2 separate regions of the Sus scrofa genome follow, and region 2 is linked to region 1. The links are chromatin contacts, called in public HiChIP or PLAC-seq maps. All regions are on one chromosome and are shown on one strand. Each heading gives the region's core, a stretch centred on a gene start, on an enhancer-like site or on the middle of the called end of the contact. The rest is flanking DNA. Distances are from core to core; before and after follow the strand shown.

Region 1 (3,601 bases), core at 213-2,712:
TGGGAAACCAAATAATAAGTTTAAAAGAAAGTATGTCCTCTTTATGAAAAACACTCATTCCAACAGACAAAACTTTTGTTTATGAAACATGTTTGTTTTATGTTATAGCACAGACCTGATTGAAGGGTTGCTTCTTTATTTGCTACAAAGAGGCTGCTAGATTTGCTTCCATCAAAAATAAAACAAAACAAAAAAACATAGATAAATCCTATACCTGATCTACATAAGGGGTTGACTGTGGGATAAAGTCAAGCTAGAGGAGAGGAATTTCATGTGTGATACTTCACTTTAAGGTTAATTTTGGGAGTAATGATCACCTCCAGAATTTCACTGGAGGTTCTGATCCAGAAGGAAATATGTATAGTACATATTCTCTAACTTTTGATTTTGGAAAATGTTCATATTTGTACTTTTACTTAAAATTGTCAATTGTACATGTATTTTGCTAACTGAAAATGTTTCACACATCGTAACACTTCACACCTGAAAACTTCAGCATTTTTTTTTTTTCCTCTTTAGGGCCACACACGTGGCATATGGAAGTTCCCAGGCTAGGGGTCAAATTGAAGCTGCAGCTGCCAGCGTACACCACAGCCACAGCAATGCTGAATCCGAGCCGTGACTATAACCTATACCATGGCTCACGACAATGTGGGATCCTTAACCCACTGAGTGAGGCCAGGGATCAAACCTGCTTCCTCATGCATACTAGTCTGGTTCATTACCACTGAGCCACAGTGGGAACTTCCAATTCAGCATGTATTTCTTAAGAATGAGGACATGTACCTAAATAACCACAATACCACTCTCACACCTCAGAAAATCAATTCCATGTCATTTAAAATATGGTTCATATTCAGATTTATCCAATTATTCCCCAAATGTCTTCTATAGCTATCATCCCCCCATACATCATCCAAATAAGGCTGTGCCCTTCATTTTAAAAATCACATTTTAAAAGACTCCATGCACACGACCTAGTTAATCATGGCCTTGAGTCCTCAGTAGGAAATAAGGCTATGAGATTTGTCACGTTTCATTAGAAATGATGAATTTTTCTGTACTGAAGTGACTCTGCCAGTCAGAAGAATGCACTCTTTTTTTTTTTTTTTGTCTTTTTGCCTTTTCTAGGGCCACTCCCACGGCATATGGAGGCTCCCAGACCAGGGGTCTAAATGGAGCTGCAGCCGCCAGCCTACACCACAGCCACAGCAACGTAGGATCCGAGCTGCGTCTGCGACATACACCACAGCTCATGGCAACACCGATCTTTAACCCACTGAGCGAGGCCAGGGACCAAACCTGCAACCTCTCGGTTCCTAGTTGGATTTGTTAACCACTGAGCCACGATGGGAACTCCAGAAGAACACACTCTTACGCAATTTCTGAATGATGGTCAACGGATCTCAGCTTGAATACATGTATGATGGAAAGTTAGCTAGTTCATGATGTAACTTGTTCCAGTACTGGATGACTCAATTCTTGCACACTGTTTATCATCACCGTACAGAACTTACCAGAAGATGCATTTGGCCTCCCTAACAAATGAAGCTGGTTTTACAATGCCTTTCCAAAATTAGAGCTGTCTAACAAAGAAATTTTCTCATTATTAATAAGCTTCATCATTAGGATGGATACCACTTACTATGTACTAAATACATTTAACAAACTTTTTTTTTTTTTTTTAATCCTCATTATCTAGTGAATACCTCTCCCAAGTTATAGGAGGGGAAAGAATGGAAGGCTTGGAATGTCAAGTTACCATATACAAATTCTATCACCAGCAACTGAGTGAGCTGGGCTGAACCCAGGTCTGATTCGTTTTTTGATCCCATCTGCCTCAGTGTCACTAAATGAGTACAAAAGCTGGCTGGATAACCACCTACTAAGGATGCTCAAGATGGGATTCTGGAATCTGAGACCAGAATGCCACTGAAGTCTCTTCTAAAACCATAATCCATAAGTACTTTTTGACTCATTTTTTTATTTTTATTTAAACACTTTAATTTTTTTTTTTAATTTTGTTTTGGCCACACTCACGGCATGTGGAAGTTCCCGGGCCAGGGATTGAAACTGCGCCATGGCAGTGCCAATGCCAGATCCTTAACCTACTGCACCATCAGGGAACTCCTGACTCTGTCATTTTAATGTTTACACAGAAATATTTTATTCGACCAAACTTGGAGGTGTATTGGTTTTTTACACTCATTAAGAATTCTCTATACCAATAGTAATGATATGCCTTGTGATATAATTCAATTAAGGGGGGGGGTATGTGAACCTCACCTTATCATAAATTGTAGCATTTCGAGCCGCTGTTGAAACCCATACCTCCTTGAAGAATTTGTCACTCACTGGATCCTGAAGGTCTTCACTGGGTCCAGAAAGATAGCCTAGGACAACCCTGAAACACAAGTGTCCTCCAAAATGAGTAACTGAGACAAAGCAGTTTGTTGCAGGTACTGTTTCTAATGGTTACAGTAACTCAGGCACTCAGCCACAGCACCAAGTCCTTTTCTGTTTTCTCAGGAAATCAAAGATTTCAAAATTAAGACTAAGTGTGTGTCTGCATGTCTATACCAAAATGACCTAAGTTGCAAAAAAAATAAAACACTAAGTTGCTGTGATTCTTGAAAGTTTTAACTGTTAGAGAAAGACCTGCATTTTGTTCTAAGAGAGTCCTTGTCATTTGGTCTAAGAGAGTGAGGAGCTTGGAGAACAGGATTAGTACTCAAAGCACGTTTCAGCCAGTGTTCAAGCCCTTTCCAAGCGATCTCAGTAAATCCTCAACAACTTTATGGAGAAGCAACTATTATTATTTTCTTTTTATAGAAAAGGGAACTAAGGCACAGGGAGGTAAAGTAACCCACTCAAGGTCATACAGCTGGTAAACTGTAGACTGGGGACTCCAACCAGGACCACCTGGCTCCCAAACCTGTGCTCTTAACCAAGACTTGATCTCCTTTCCTTCCTTCCTTCCTTCCTTCCTTCCTTCCTTCCTCACTCCCTTCCTTTCTTCTCTCTTCCCTCCCTTGGCCCAAGAACTGTGCTGAACTCTAGGGAACAGAAATGAATACAAAAGACAAGGAGCCTCTCTGGGTGAAGTTTAATTTGGTGGGTTAGATCAACAATGAATAAAGAATCACCCTCAAAAGGAATTAATTAAGGAGTTCCCGTTGTGGCACAGTGGAAATGAATCTGACTAGGAACCATGGGGTTGGGGGTTCAATCCCTGGCCTCGCTCAGTGGGTTAAGGATCTGGTGTTGCTTTTGGGGGGTGGGGGGATGTGCTTGGGCTGTGGGATGGAAATCCTGTGAAATCAGATTGTTATGATCATTATACAACTACAGATGTGATAAATTCATTTGAGTAATAAAAAAAAAAAAAAAAAAGGATCTGGTGTTGCTGTGAGCTGTGGTATAGTTGCAGACATGGCTCGGATCCTGCATTGCTGTGGCTGTGTTGTAGGCTGGCAGCTGTAGCTCGGATTCCACCCCTAGTCTGGGAACCTCCGAATGCTTTGGGTGCGGCCCTAAAAAGCAGAAAAAAAAAAAAAAGAATTAATTAAAATGTGGAAATACCAGGTATTTGCCTATCCCT
Region 2 (3,343 bases), core at 490-2,989, 160 kb after region 1:
ATCCTTAACCCACTAATTGAGGCCAGGGATTGAACCCTCATCCTCATGGATACTAGTCAGATTCATTACCACTGAGCAATAACAGGAACTCCAAGACAGGAATTTTGTTTGTTTGTTTTTGGTCTTTTTGTCTTTTTAGGGCCACACCCACAGCATATGGAGGTTCCCAGGCTAGGGGTCCAATCGGAGCAGTAGCCACCAGCCTACACCAGAGTCACAGCAATGCAGGATCCGAGCTGTGTCTGCAACCTAAACCACAGCTCAAGGCAATGCAGGATCCTTAACCCACTGAGCAAGGCCAGGGATTAAACCCGAGTCCTCATGGATACTAGTCGGGTTCGTCAACTGCTCAGGCACAACTGGAAGTCGGAAATCCACTGTTTTAACTGAAAGATCTACCATCACTATTTCTTCCTACTCTTAATTTTTCATAATTAAAATTGTAATAGTTGCATAATGGTCCAGCATGCAGTTTTCTTCTATCACTGTATGTTTTGATTAATTCCAACTTTTTATGATAATAAATAATACTTTAATTTCTACTTTTGTGGTCAAATTTTTTATACTCCTACCTAACTGGAAAACTGCAATCTGTTGCCCTCTTCCTTTTATAATTTCCTCAATTGGTTTTAGGAAGAGAAAGTGCTACCCCATACAAAGGCCAGGATTCTTATTGATGTCTTTTCTTTCTTTTTCAAATTAAAAATTTAACTCCTTAACCTATGACTGTATTTTTATATATTTGCCACATGTTTAAGTTTTGGGCAAATCTAGAGTAAGTTATTTGCCCAGCATTTTCAAATACACACTTATGTTTTTAAAGGAAATACATATCTCATATTCTTGGCTTTCCTTTAAGTCTCAGAAAGCCTTCAAACATGGACAAAATAACAAGACCTTTGATTATCAGCAGGAAATCATACTGGGCAGGAATAAGGAGGACACTCATACAGGGCAAATTAAAGCTAAACAATCAAAAGATCCAAGTTCCTACCCTTAATGGTTTTATTATTTTGGCCTGAAGAAGTCTCAAAAGTTCCAAGATCAGCTTATGTAGTTAAAAGACAGTTTTCAAAGCTATGGGCTTATTCTCCATGTGGATTGCTCACCATTGGTCTCGTTTGCTGACCATGAGCAAGCTCTATATCCTGCCACTGGCCACTGGTTCTTGTCACTGGTCACCAGCAGAACATGTGAGAAAGCAGAGCACAAGCTCACCTTCCATCCAGTGGAAAAAGAACACAAAGGACATGCCTCATGGGCCGACCGTGGGTCAAGAGAAGCATCTTTGAGCAAGAAGAGCAGCACAGATGTCAGTATTCACATGGTTGCTTCTCATCAATAATAAAGATTGGATTATATTGCCCAAAGACATCAACTTCCCGTACCATTTTTTCCCACCAGAGCACCCCTCTGAGGCACAATACCATGACTGCTGACTAGTTGCTATGATTTAGGATGAACTATGTAACCTTCCTGGGACAGTTTTATCAAATGTAAAATGGGGCTAATAAAGACCATTGACCTCTTAAGGTTGATGTGAGGATTAAATAAGAGGCTGACAACAGGGACTGCCCTTAGGAAATGCCTTTTGAGTGTGAGTTGATATTATTACTCTGACCACTGCCTCTACTACTTCTGCCAGGAGAATGAATCCCATCACCCCCAGCAATGCCAGAGGGTCAAACTTAAACTGGGTTTTTCAGAAGGAAAGAGGAACCTGGGGAAGTACATGGTCAGACAGCCCTGGGAGCAGAATCTGACCTCAGCCTCTGTGGTCCCTCTGGGAAGTTAGCACTTACTGTCATTACTAAAATAGTGAATTTCCGGAGCGGGTGGCATCACAATCTCCCTTGCTTTCTGGCCCACTCTCTGATACGTAAGCACAAGACCAAGGCATATCAGCATCTTCAATGAGCAAGGTTAAGAGCAAGAACCAGTAAAGGTGGGAGGTGGGGGGTACACAAATCTGACAAAACCAGAAACTGCAGGTTGAAAGCCAACAGCTCCCAAAACATGCACCTCAAAAACAAAGACTGAAGGCAGGGATGACAGCTTTCTGGGGTGTGAATGGAACTGGCCAACAGACGAGTATTTATCAAGGTTTATCAGTCTTTAGAAAACCCACTCCTAACAGCACAATGACTCTTAGTTATTGATTTCTTTCCTCCAAGTTCTTATCTTCTACTGACATTCAACCTTCCCGATGTTTCATGAGTTTGGAGTGGGCCAATTCATGTTGAAATAATTTACCTAAGGATTTGCCTCCCACTTCGAAGCTCAGATTCATTTTAAAAGAAAATAAGGATCACATGCTTCTGGATCATCAACTATGTTCATAGCCATCTGAGATTTAGAAGAAATCCAGAGTATCTTGAGTCTTAGCAAGAAAGCATGCTGGGTAAAAATTAATTGACTCTCAAGCTCCCACTGTGGCTCAGTGGTTAATGAATCTGACTAACATCCATGAGGATAAAGGTTCAATCCCCAGCCTTGCTCAGTGGGTTAAGGATCTGGCATTGCCATGAGCTGTGGTGTAGGTTGCAGACACTGCTCGGATCTGGTGTTGCTGTGACTGTAGCATAGGCTGGCAGCTATAGCTCCAATTTGACCCCTAGCCTGGGAACCTCCACAGGCTGTGGGGTGCGCCCCTAAAAAAAAAAAAATTAATTGGCTCAAAGCTTAACTTAAAATTAGATGATAGGGAATGGGAAAAATGCCTGTCCCTGTTTGATTTTAGCCAAAAGGCAGAGATATAGCAAAACTAAACCAGTCTGGCAAGATGAGAACAGGAGTTGCAATGTGTGTGCCAAGCCTAGAATCAGGAATAAGATTTGCTTCCATTCCAAATTACAGATTTTCAGCATTCTATTGCACAGTCTTTCCCCCCTCATATTTGGAGGAAACTTATTGTAATGAATATTCTCTGGGAAAACCCTAAAATCTGGCTTTTAGGGAATTTCCCTTCTTATTTTGTCCTCTGCCACATTGTTTATTTCTGTTTCTAATCAGTGCTATTTTGTTTTGTTATCATCTGTAGAAGAAAGGCTGTGAAGCACTTGGGAACACAGAAACTGAGACCCACCAGACATAAATGAGCTTTGTGAGTTTTTAAGACTTTTATCCCTGCCAACTCAGCACAAGCAAGTAAATCAACACGTAAAATATCTTAACATTGTCCTTTAAAATCATCAAGTAGATCGACAATCAGATTGACAAAAGCCTTCCTTTAAATTTAAGTTAATAGCATACAATAATTAATGATAGCATATTATTTGCAATAATGGCATATATTAAGCAAGTCATAGCAATCTCTGCTTTTTTGACGACTTCTGCTGAAGGA

What was found. HiChIP or PLAC-seq counts read pairs in DNA pulled down with a chosen protein or histone mark.
Region 2: a contact with region 1 is called in an H3K27ac HiChIP or PLAC-seq map of alveolar macrophages. The contact joins two enhancer-like sites. A contact is called at or near these places in 2 of 47 Hi-C or Micro-C datasets (both in embryonic fibroblasts) and 1 of 2 datasets of contacts at active chromatin or transcription factors (alveolar macrophages).

The regions. Positions count from the first base shown.
Region 1 is chr13:110,157,624-110,161,224 of Sscrofa11.1, forward strand. PLD1 (phospholipase D1) reads right to left here. Exons shown (of 27, transcript NM_001244589.1): 26 at 2,287-2,404. Among named protein-coding and RNA genes, the nearest start is that of TNIK, 110 kb to the left of the region's middle. Within about 2 kb of position 1,463, at least 2 of the 83 cell types and tissues checked have an H3K27ac peak or open chromatin away from gene starts, as enhancers often do. A contact at or near this core is called in alveolar macrophages, where this site is marked.
Region 2 is chr13:110,321,927-110,325,269 of Sscrofa11.1, forward strand. All of the region lies in intron 1 of PLD1 (phospholipase D1), which reads right to left. Among named protein-coding and RNA genes, the nearest start is that of PLD1, 53 kb to the right of the region's middle. Within about 2 kb of position 1,740, at least 6 of the 83 cell types and tissues checked have an H3K27ac peak or open chromatin away from gene starts, as enhancers often do. A contact at or near this core is called in alveolar macrophages, where this site is marked.